Regions from separate parts of the Mus musculus genome. Here regions 2 and 3 are each linked to region 1. Evidence: chromatin contacts called from public ChIA-PET and HiChIP or PLAC-seq data. All regions are on one chromosome and are shown on one strand. Each heading gives the region's core, a stretch centred on a gene start, on an enhancer-like site or on the middle of the called end of the contact. The rest is flanking DNA. Distances are from core to core; before and after follow the strand shown.

Region 1 (3,752 bases), core at 725-3,224:
CATTTTACTGAACTTCAGTTTGTAGGCTCTAAAATACAACTCTCACTTCAAGGAAAACTGAAACTCTTTTTTTTTTTTTTTTGGAGCCATAGGGATGACTGTGGCCCAGAAACACAGATTCACGTTACCAGAATACATGTTCCAGGTGTGGTAACAATTTCATGAAAATTTCATAATGACTATCTTAGTCAGTGATCTATTACTGTTAACAGACGCCATGGCCACAGCAACTTTTATAAGAGAGAGCACGTAATTAGGCTGGCTTACAGTTTCAGAGATTCAGTCCATTATCATCAAGGCGGGAAGCATGGCAGCACGCAGGCAGACATGGTGCTGGAGAAGTAGTTGAACATTCTCCATCTGGATCTGCAGGCAGCAGGAAGAGAAAGGCACTGGGACTGGCTTTGACTTTTGAAACCTCAAAGCTCACCCCCAATAATATACTTCCTCCAAAAGGCCACACCCACTCCAAGGCCACACCTCCTAGTTCCTCTCAAGTAGTGCCAATTCCTAATGACCAAGCATTCAAAATTATGAGCCTATGGGGGCCATTCCCATTCAGACCACCACAGTGATGAAAAAATAGTTATAAACCGAGGCATTAGCCCGGCCGTGGTGTCGCACACCTTTAATCCCAGCATTTGGGAGGCAGAGGCGGGCAGATTTCGGAGTTCGAGGCCAGCCTGGTCTACAGAGTGAGTTCCAGGACAGCCAGGACTGCACAGAGAAATCCTGTCTCGAAAAACCAAAAAACTGAGCCAGGCGTGGTGGCACACGCCTTTAATCCCAGCACTCGGGAGGCAGAGGCAGGTGGATTTCTGAGTTTGAGGCCAGCCTGGTCTACAAAATGAGTTCCAGGACAGCCTGGGCTACACAGAGAAACCCTGTCTCAAAAAAAACCAACAAAAACAAAAAACCCAAAAAATCAACAAAACAAAACAAACATCAAACCGAGGCATTTTTCAAACCGTTGGTGGAGACCTCAGGCAGGTGAGTCACCGCAAAGCCGGGAAACATCATTTATGGCCCTTACTTGCTATCTGATGACATTCTTAGCCTTTATTGGTGAAAGCTGGCATTTGTACCTTCCAAAGGATTTACCTAATAGTCACAAGGATCTTAGGTCACATACAGAGGTGGCCAATAAATGGCTATTTAGAGGGTCAAGATAACTCAAAATCAATTCGCCTCCCAATCTGCCTTATTCTAGCTTTTCACAAGTGATCAACCTCGTGGAAGGATTAGGAGGTGTGTCCTCGTTGGAAAAGCTGTGATGGGGGTTTGGTCTTTGAGTTTTCCAAAAGCCCGTATCAGGCCCGGGTCACTGTCGTCCGTGCTCCCCTTCCTCCCGCCCCATCCCTGTGTGCTGTGGCCCTTCCACCCCCACCAGGATCATGACGTACAGCTCTCAGCTGCTTCTCTGGTATCACGCCTGCCTGCATGCCGCCATGCTCTCCCGCATGCTAATCATGGACTAAGCCTCTGAAACTGTAAGCAAGCCCCCAATGAAAGGATTTCTTTTTGTAAGTGTTGCCTTGGTCATAGTGTCTCTTCACAGCAAAGACAACCAGGAACTTTGGTTCACAACTTTGATTTGTACTCCTGTTGCGCTAAGCCACTGGGGCCTTGCGCACATAGTAGGTTATAAAAAGTTGTGGAGCGAGATTCCTCCAGAAGCCTCTGAGAACCTTCTGGGATTGGCGGGGACAAGGACATTCCGTCAGAAGGGCAGGGCTGCAGGGTATCTTGCATATCAGCCACCCTGGTCTAGGGTATAGAGTTTGAACTACAACCAGGTTCGGGATTAGGCTCAGATCAGCGGCATCTCGAGCTTCTCAGGTCCCACAGCAGCAGAGAGCAATCGCTTCACGGTCTGATCTGAGGCGCCCGGCAGAGGGCACTCGGGAGCGATCGGGGGGTCCCCCGGAGCTTCCGCTCTAGACAGAACTTGGTCATAGAGTCGCATCACTTCCGGTCCTGAAGGGGCGGGGAGAAGCCGGAAGTCCCGAGGGCTCGGGCGATAGAGATGGAGGAGAGTGAGTACGAGTCTGTTCTGTGTGTCAAGCCGGAGGTCCACGTCTACCGCATCCCGCCGCGGGCCACCAACCGTGGTTACAGGTGACCGTTCCTGGCTTAATCTTCCCGTCCCCCGCCCCGGCATGCACTGCGGGGGACGAGGACCGGTTGTCGGGTTTAGGGGCGGAAAGGATGGAGCCCTGTGGCTACTTTAATCGGGGCCAGACTTAGGAGGGGTCGCTGGCCCTGAGCCGTCAGCGGGACGCCGGCAACGGTCGCAGCCAGCTCCTGGGGACCCGAGAGCGCAGTGGGTTCCCTCGGCGGGGTCTACGGGTCGTGTCACAGCGCTAACCGACAGTCGTGACGGGATCCCAGAAAACCCTGCCACCCGCGGAAATCCCCGCCGGGAGGGCACGGGAGGGAACCCGGCCATCTGGGGGACCCGTCCCACGAAGCCCAGGGACGCTGTTCCTATCTCCGGCTCTCCTGACCCCAGTTTCACCCCTGATCACAACATACTTGCAGCTGGGAGGATACCGCCGCCCTTGTCTTGAGTGAGCGTCACCTGAGGCAAATAAACTCAAATGCCTGTAAACACACGGAGTGTCTCCGGAAGGGAACCCAGGACTCTAGTCTAGGAGAGGAGACACAAAGTTGGACACCTTCCCTAACTGAAAAAGATGAAAAATACGTGGTGTGTCCTGTGCCCTGTGGTGGGGTGTTGCTACTTAGGCTGGGTGGCTCTCGAAGGCGATGGGTGTCTGAGTTGTTTGGAAACAGGTCGTCGGGTACCACAAATGTGTTGGAGGGCCAACTCCATCTGCCCTTTGCGCTATGTAACACAGGCTCATAACATTTTCTGAATGGGTATCTTAGAACACTTAACTGTGTCGGTGCGATGATTTTAAAATAATATTAAAATGACAAGAATGGAGGTCAGCAAGCTACAGCTGCCTGTGCTTGCTTTTGCGTGTCTGGGTGTGGTGCGGGTGCATGCAGAAGCCACAGGAGTTCCAGCCAGTGTCTTGCTTTTTTCATGTCCGTTGTTCCCTTGAGGTGGCCCCTAACTGAAGCTGGGGTTGGCTGTTTTCATCTAGACTAGGTGTTCAGCAAGCCCAGTGAAACTCCTTTCTCTGCCCCACCCCACACAGTGGAGGGTCTACAGGTAGCTGGAGCCAGACCTGGCTTTTAGGCGCTAGAGATCCAAACTCGGGGCCTCAAGCTTGCTCATCTGCACCGAATCATCTCCACAGCTGTCTCCCTTTCCTTTCTTGTTATCAAACCGGAGATTGGCAGTCTACCCCTATCTGTTGGGTCTTCGTTCAGTAGACTAGGGTTAGCTTCTCTTGATCCTCCGGAGGGTGGGGTCACCAAGTATCCAGCCAGGCTGGTTTGATACAGAGGAAGCTGCCCGCCCTACACTCAACCTTTCGGGCTCTCCTTAGCCTGAATCTAAAGCCCGCGGCGCCAGGAAGAGGAACAGAAACTGAGCCTGCTGCCTTGTTAGCTGAAGATGTACATTCATGTGGATCTGCCACAGCTGCCAGCTAGAGTTCTAGAGAGCTGACAGTGGCTTTGCTTAGAACTTCCCAGAAAAGCCTTCTGAAAGTACCCATGGCATTTGCTGTTCAGGGGTTTCTCTTTGCTTCTGCTGCTGCTGCTGCTGCTGACGACGACACTGTTGCCTTCTAAAGGAGCCAAAGAAGGCATTGACGAGGGTCCTCGTTCCCTCCTAC
Region 2 (3,752 bases), core at 476-2,975, 180 kb before region 1:
TCGGTTAATGGTTTCTGTAACCCCTTGGGATATACCCTAAGTTTTAGAAGTCTGCTGTTATCTAAGAAGCAATTAAGCCGTCCTGTTAAAAAGGGACTCGAATATACCATTTGGTAATGATGGTAACCCTCCCCAATTCTTGGTGACCCTAGCATGCTGGCTGTTTCTGCAGATTAAACACTCTTTGTCTTTGTATACTATCCGAATCTGGGGTCTTCCTTCAGAGGATTGCGGATCTTACCCTGACCTGCTTCTGTCTCCCCACTGCCACCCCTGTTTAAAGCTGAAGCAGAGCCTTATTTTTTTCCCCTAGTGAGTACACTGTTGCTATCTTCAGACTCACCAGAAGAGGGCGTCAGATCCCATTAGAGATGGTTGTGAGCCACCATGTGGTTGCTGGGAATTGAACTCAGGACCTCTGGAAGAGCAGTCAGTGCTCTTAACCGCTGAGCCATCTCTCCAGCCTGAAGCAGAGAGTCTTAAAGGAGCTAGATGTCTTCCTACATTCATGGTATTCAGGTATGAAAATATATGGATTTGGGCCAGCAAGTTGACTCAGCAGGTAAAGGCGCTGGCCACCAAGCCTGATGACTGAAATTCAATCCCTGGAACCCACATGTGGAAGAAAGAGAACTTGATTTTTGCAGTTACCCTCTGACATCCCCCCCACCCCCCCCCACACACATAAGCTCTGTGGTACACGCAGCCCCTCCCTGTGGTCCATCTCACCACTGGGGTGTGTGAACTCTGCTCAGACAGACAAAAGGGTTATGAACATAGCCTAAGGGGGGGGTGGGGGGGAGCAGCCTGGGTGAGACACAGCACAGGCTGAGGCTGAGGAGACAGGAGTTCAGTTGCAACTGGAAACTTCAAGAGTCAGGAACAGAGGGTCAAGGGTCCGTGGGCCTCTCATGAGGAGCTCAGGGCTGGGGCTCCCAAACTCCCGGACATCCCGATTCTGCTGGGTCACAAGGGGTTGGGGATGGAGTTGGGGTCTGCAGGCTGAGGATGACAGGGATGGGGGACTCTGGCTTAGCTGTGGTGGCGAGTCTGGGCATGTAGAGGGTCCTTCTACGGGAGGTTTAGACAGCAGCGTTGTGACTCAGTAGTCAAAGGCCTTCTCTATGCTCCCCACTGCGATGAAAGAGATGGTCCTTGATTCCAAATTGTTTATTGTTCATCATGGAAAATGGGTGAGTACCTCCTTCTCAGGGTGGACTAGTGATTAAATAAATACCCTTTGCAGGGAGGAAGGTCCAAGAAGGGATGCTTATTGGCTAAGTCCTCAGGGCCTCTAGATACCTCATCAGCATGGAGAACTCTGTTCTTTGGAAAGAGTCCAACTCTTTAACAGATTCTACCTGGGCAGGACTTGAGCCTGGAGCTCGCTGTAGTGTGAGCCCTGAGGGCATGGGATATACAGGACAGGGCGGACCCAAGAGGCTCTGATCAGGGTCTCTCTCAAATGGCCCAAGAATTTCTTCCGCCCTGCCCTCACCTGAGTGCTTGGGTTGCAGGCACCACCCTGCCGCTTATGCAGTACAGGAATCTTGCCCTGGGTCACTCCAACACTGGTGCCTCCCCAGCCCCTAGTCCCCCTTTATGGGGCAGAAGGGTCTTACTTTGTAGGAGGGGGGGGGTCTCCTCGGCTACGGTCCTCCTGACATAGCCCCTCCCACTTCCCCAGGGAGTGCTTGGCTAATCGCTGTGCACTGCCACACCCAGCTTGCTAGGACGATGTGTAAACACATATTGGATCCCAGCCCAGCGAATGAGTCCGCGCTGACAGACATGGCAGGCTGACGGAATGAATGAAGTGAAAGCCTGAGTCGGCACGGTGGGGGAACACAAACCGCACGGGACCCAGGAGTGTTTCCTGGTCCTGGCTGGTGTGGGTGGGGCCTGGGTTTCATCCAAGAAAGAAAGGAAAAGAAAAGAATGAAAGAAAGAAAAAGATGAAAAAGAAAGAAAGAGGGGGGTGGGGGAAGAAGGAAGAGTTAGGTCGCCAGCAATTCCCCCCAAAATGTTTTTCAACATGGTCTGTTATCCTAGCCCTCAGGAGGGGCAGGCCTGGGCCAAGGCCAGCATGAGCTTCGTTAAGACCCTCTGTAAAGCTTTTTTTTGGTTTTGTTGTTGTTGTTGTTTGTTTAAAGATTGTGTACATCGTCGGGGCTTGGCAGCTCACCTCTCTCATGCCAGTACTTGGGAAGGGAAGAAGAGGTTTGCCTTGAGTTTGAGGCTAGCCTGGACTACAATGTGAGAACTGGGGACGCAGGGGGAGGAAAGGAAAAACAATCAACCCCATTGGTGACCCATGTGGCCATCACGTGACTCCTGACGTCATGAGCAGAGGACTCTGTTTACCTCTGTGGTGTTCCCGCCGAAAGCCGCAGCAACTCCGGCTTCGTCATGAGAAAAACATCAGATACACCCAAATTGCAGGATCGTGTACAAAATACCGACCAGAAAGCCTCAAAATTGCCCAGGTCAGGAAAACCCAGGAAAAACAAGGGAAAACAGAGGAGCTGAGTCAGACAGACAGGGAAGTTAGAGGACAGACAGGAGAGGGCACGTGTGGACTGAGTAAGACCCGGGCGAGGTTCAGCTCACGCTCACGTGGACGCAGTAGAGGGGGAACCACCTGGACTTCAGGGTGGATCCAAAGAACGAAAACCTAAATACAAAACCGATTCGGAGCGGGGCTGGGGCGGGGGTAAGGATGCCGCGCAGTTTGGGAGGATCAAGTGGGACCCAAAGCCAAGTTCCATCCCCAGCACCACATGAACCTGCGGTGGTAGCTTGGGTCTGTAATTCTAGCACTGAGAGGTGGGGGCAGGAGATTTAGGAGTTCGAAGTCATCCTGGACTATGTAGGGAGTCCGAGTCTGTCTTGGGCTGGAGACCTTGCCTTAAAAAACAATCCCAGCACTTGGGAGGCAGAGGCAGGCGGATTTCTGAGTTCAAGGCCAGTCTGGTCTACAGAGTGAGTTCCAGGACAGCCAGGGCTACACAGAGAAACCCTGTCTCGAAAAAACCAGAACCAACCAACCAACCAAATCAATAGAAACCAACTTGTGCAAAGAACATTAGAAAGAAGGAGAATCCTTGGTTACATTGTGAGTTTGAGCCAATGGGCCTATCTAAACCCTGCCCCAGGAAACTGAAGAGAGACTGGTGTGTGGGCTCGGAGGGAGAGTGTATCCATCAAACACAGAACAACAGCAGGAGGAAAACAGACACGCTCCCACATCGCCCTAAAACCTTAGTCAGCATTCCTCCCTGACCACCCATGGCCGGGGCCACCCCTTCTTCTCTTTAGGAGAGAGAGAGAGAGAGAGAGAGAGAGAGAGAGAGAGAGAGAGAGAGAGAGAGAGAGAGAGAGAGAGGTGTGAAGCAAGCCCTAGCTGTCCTGGACCTGCCCCTGCCTCTCTTGTGTGGGGATTAAGGGTGTGCACCACCATGCCTGGGCCCCTTCTCTAAGCCCCGAAGAAGACCCCATCCCAACTGTTCACAGCTAACTCACCCTCTGGGTCAGCAGAGGTGCCCCCAGTGGCCCATGGGACTCCAGGGTCAACCCTGCTCAGCCTGGCTCTCAGGACTGCACACATGGCTACTGCTGCCATTTGGATCTAAGTGTCCCAGACACCAAGGGTCACGACACGAGGTGGGTTATGGCAAATGAACCTGGGAGGTATTATTAGGTCACTGGGAGGGGATACGGAGACCCCACCTCTCCCTCTGTGTGTCAGACAT
Region 3 (3,752 bases), core at 718-3,217, 130 kb after region 1:
GGCTGACCTTGAACTCACAGATCCACCTGCCCCTGGCTTAACCTAGATCATCATAAAACGAAATCCAAGGTTTTCTTTCTTTCAAGACAAGAGCTCTCCCAATGGAGCTACTTCTCCTGGGCGCTGGGTTTAATGTCTGGTGCAACGTTTAAGACTCGAGCAGACTGTCACACCCACAGCAGTCCCTCAGGGTTGTGTGAGCTGCCGAAGCTTCAGTGTGAGGGATGGGCTCAGGCCACCGCTATTCAGGCAACAAGTCTGAAGCTTTGGTGTGGCTCTAAGGGGCGTGTCTGCTCCGAGCACTTGTCTGATAGAACTCTGGGCCTACAAGTACAACTGCTTTCCCATCTCCTGCTGGGTTCGAGGCTCCTTGAGCCCACCGCTGCGCTTCTGGATCTACTACACAGCAAGTAGATCCAGCAGGTGCTTGCTGGTCTCTCTGGGCCAGAAGCCTCGAGCCCCTGACCTTTCCCATAGAACCAGCCTCTGCCAAGACCTCACACAGTCTGCCATCCCTTCCTGCCCTCCCACCGCTGTACCTGGAAGTACTGGTTCTCCTGCGTGAGGCTCTCATTGGACAGGATCTTGTTGATGGTGATGCGCTTGCTGCTCATGCCTCCCAGGCCTGTGGGGGTCAGAGGGTGACAGTAAATCTCAGGTGCCTGCCTGGGTGTCCCATCTGAGCTATTTGCTGGCAGTGGAGGGGGGTGGGGAATGGGGTGGGAGTGAGGTGGGGGGAATGGATGGGGAAGAGGGGTGATCTCCTTCTACCCAGGGAGGCATGTGTGTCCCCCTCTCCAGACCAACCATGTCTCCTAAGCCAGGAATGGGGGTGCAGGCACCTTGTGCTCTCTGGCAGGAGGAGAAGTCACCTGGGTGCCCCCTTTGAATGTTAGCAGCTGACCAGGGTTCAAACACCCCTCCTGTTACTCAGTGCTGGCCCTGGAGAGAGCCTGCCTCTGACTCTAGCTCCATAGCCTGGAGGCTTTAGGTCAGATTAGTGACATCCAAGTGCCTGCAGTCTGTTCTTTGGTCGGAAGCCAGGACCTTGTATACACTAGATAAGTAATCTTTTAAATGCTAGCCGTGCTCCCCAGACAGTCTTCCCCATGTTCCTGTGAGGTAGCTGCTACTGTTAAAGGTGAGGAAGCTGCGTTTCCCTACACAGCAAGTGGCCACACAGGCAGCCGGACCACAAGGCTGTGAGCCTTGTATATTTGATTAACATTATTTTTTCCTTTTAGTTTTTTTTTTCTTATGGGTTGGCTTTGAACCTACAACCTTCAGCCTCCACCTCCCGAGTGCTAAAAGTGTTATATTTTATTTATATATAGCCTGTCAGCTCTCTGCATGGCCCAGACTTGTAGCGTCACAACACCAAAGAGACCAGGGCTGTGGGACCCTGCCCCTGTGCTGCCACCACGCCACAGTCCTCTCCGTGACTCTATGGCATTAATATTTCTAACCATGGTGTGTGGAGGCAGCATTTGAGGCAAGCTTAAGATAGAAAGGAAACTTCTAGAAAGCCAAGCCTTACACCTGCCAACGCAGAAAAAAAAACTTGCCACCAGGAGGCTAGAACAGGATAGCAGTGTTATCTATCTATCTGTCTGTCCATCCATCTATCCATCCATCCATCCATCCATCCATCCATCTATCTATGTTTGTTATTTTAGTTTTATCACAGCCTTGGCTGTCCTGGAACTCACTGTGTAGACCAGGCTGGCCTTGAACTCAGAGATCCACCTGCCTCTGCCTCCCGAGTGCTGTGGTTAAAGGTGTGCACCACCACTGCCCGGCTAGGATGGCAGTCTTACGTGGATCTGTCCTGGACACGGGCAGCATTCCAGTCCCACTCCTTGGACACAGGACAATAGCATAAGCATTACCCAGTGACTATGAGTGTCAGGATACTAAGCTACCATGTGGCAGGAAGTGGTAAGACACAGTGACTGATACATTGTGTCTATTTTACCACAGCAAGAGTGCAGATGTGCTGTGGCATTTCTCACCATGCCGCCTGGCAGGGTTTCCCTCAGCAGAGTCTCTTTCTCATGATTAATTCAGGTACAGAGCTCATCCCTGGGTCTGCCCCACTTAGGAGGGAGACAGAGCCTCACTGGAGGAGACAGAGCCTCATTCCAGACCCAGCAGATGCTATGTCGCTCCACTTAGGAGGGAGACAAAGCCTCACTCCAGACCCGGCAGGGCAGGCGTGATGTCAGCTGAAACCACTTCCCTTCCTGGGCCTCCAGCATCGACACTGTTTCTCTCCCCCCTTTACTGTTCTGGGGGTGGATGGGGTATGGCAGAAGGGATGTGGCTTAGCAGAAGAGTGCATGACCATCTCAGAAGGTCCTGGCTTCCATCCCGCTGTCTTGAAAACCCAAGCTTCTGGGCTCAGATCATGTGGCAGTCATTTGGGTCCTTCCGTCCCTCTCTAGGTCTGGTGCTCTTTCAGATATCAGTTCTGAAGATACACTTTGCCCTTCTCTATTTTGAGACAGGGTTACATGACCCTGGAGTTAGGACCCTTCTGCCTTTGTCTGTGAGTGCTAGGACCGCAGGCAGGCACCACCACACTTGGGTTCTGCAGTGCTGGGGATCGAACCCAGCATTTGGTGCATGCTAGGCAAGCGCTCCATCAACTCTGCATCGCCAGGCAGGCGTGACCTTTGGTTTGGGTTTGGTGGTGCAGCTGGGTGCTCTGGGACAAGGCCCTCTTGAGCTCTGTGGGGCTTCCTGTCAAGGGCTTCTGCTCACTCACCCTTGAACATAACGGCCTCCCCGTGGCCTGCCTTCTGCTTTTCTCGGAAGAGCTGGTAGCAGGCGGAGGTGCTGGCCATGAGCAGCCGAAATTCCTGCAAGAGATGCCACCGTGGGTGGCACATTGTCAGGGGAGGCACTGGGGGACGGGGAGGTAGCCAGAATGCCAGAAGGACCTGAGTCCTGGCTGCCCAGTACTTGGTGCCTTTCATGCTGAGAGTCACTGGCTTCCTAGGAAGTCTGTCTGTCTTAGGACTGGCTGACTGTGTCTCTTCTTGTATCCTGGGCAACATCATCAGATCCAAGTACAGGCCCCAAAGTGGCCTGGGATGGTGGCAGGGAAGGGGTTCTCCAAAAGGATGGGCAGTTTGCAGAGTTTCTGAGATACACAGAGGCGCCCAGTCCTTTCATTCCAAAAAGGACATTCTGCCCCAGAGCCTTCAGCCTTTTCCTGGACTGTTGTAACTGATCAGCCATTATCTGGGTGTGACTGCTCAGAGGTTAAGAGCCAGCCTAGACTGCTCTTCCAGAGGTCCTGAGTTCAATCCCCAGCAACCACCTGGTATCTCACCTGTAATAGAATCTGATGCCCTTTTCTGGTGTGTCTGAAGACAGCTACAGTGTACTCATCATATATATGAAATAAATCAATTAAAAAAGAAAAAAAAGAATAGAAACTAATAATTTTTACATGGGGGCTTGTTGGGAGCCGCCCCCACATTCGCCGTCACAAGATGGCGCTGACATCCTGTGTTCTAAGTGGTAAACAAATAATCTGCGCATGTGCCAAGGGTATTTTACCACTACTTGTACTCTGCCTTTCCTGTGACGTCAGCTCGGCCATGGGCTGCAGCCAATCAGGGAGTGATGCGTCCTAAGCGAAGGATAACTCTCCTAAATAGGGATGGGGGGTTTCGCTTTCGTTTAGAAGGGGGCTTTCGTTTTTGGGGTTTGGGGTTTTTGCGCTCCTGCTCCTGAAGATGCAA

The links. ChIA-PET counts read pairs in DNA pulled down with a chosen protein or histone mark. HiChIP or PLAC-seq counts read pairs in DNA pulled down with a chosen protein or histone mark.
Region 2: a FOXA1 HiChIP or PLAC-seq map of pancreatic cancer cells shows a contact between it and region 1. The contact joins the enhancer-like site here to the promoter of Necap2 in region 1. A contact is called at or near these places in 1 of 484 Hi-C or Micro-C datasets (bone marrow-derived macrophages), 3 of 115 datasets of contacts at active chromatin or transcription factors (the SCID.adh cell line, embryonic stem cells and pancreatic cancer cells) and 3 of 9 other capture datasets (adipose tissue, liver and pancreatic islet).
Region 3: an RNA polymerase II ChIA-PET map of effector CD8 T cells shows a contact between it and region 1, with 16 read pairs. The contact joins the enhancer-like site here to the promoter of Necap2 in region 1. A contact is called at or near these places in 4 of 39 promoter capture datasets (the C10 cell line, the HPC-7 cell line, neural stem cells and 1 more), 1 of 15 datasets of contacts at CTCF or cohesin (CD8 T cells), 5 of 484 Hi-C or Micro-C datasets (CD8 T cells, bone marrow, natural killer cells and 2 more), 9 of 115 datasets of contacts at active chromatin or transcription factors (CD8 T cells, the SCID.adh cell line, effector CD8 T cells and 3 more) and 3 of 9 other capture datasets (adipose tissue, liver and pancreatic islet).

What each region holds. Positions count from the first base shown.
Region 1 is chr4:141,076,579-141,080,330 of GRCm38.p6, reverse strand. Necap2 (NECAP endocytosis associated 2) reads left to right here and starts at 1,974. Exons shown (of 8, transcript NM_025383.4): 1 at 1,974-2,118. The coding sequence starts at 2,027.
Region 2 is chr4:141,258,209-141,261,960 of GRCm38.p6, reverse strand. No RefSeq gene overlaps it. Among named protein-coding and RNA genes, the nearest start is that of Gm52686, 11 kb to the right of the region's middle. Within about 2 kb of position 1,725, at least 49 of the 459 cell types and tissues checked have an H3K27ac peak or open chromatin away from gene starts, as enhancers often do. A contact at or near this core is called in liver and pancreatic cancer cells, where this site is marked.
Region 3 is chr4:140,943,551-140,947,302 of GRCm38.p6, reverse strand. It overlaps Padi2 (peptidyl arginine deiminase, type II), which reads right to left. Exons shown (of 16, transcript NM_008812.2): 13 at 2,768-2,861; 14 at 540-625. Among named protein-coding and RNA genes, the nearest start is that of Gm13031, 12 kb to the left of the region's middle. Within about 2 kb of position 1,967, at least 144 of the 459 cell types and tissues checked have an H3K27ac peak or open chromatin away from gene starts, as enhancers often do. A contact at or near this core is called in CD8 T cells, the HPC-7 cell line, the SCID.adh cell line and 7 more, where this site is marked.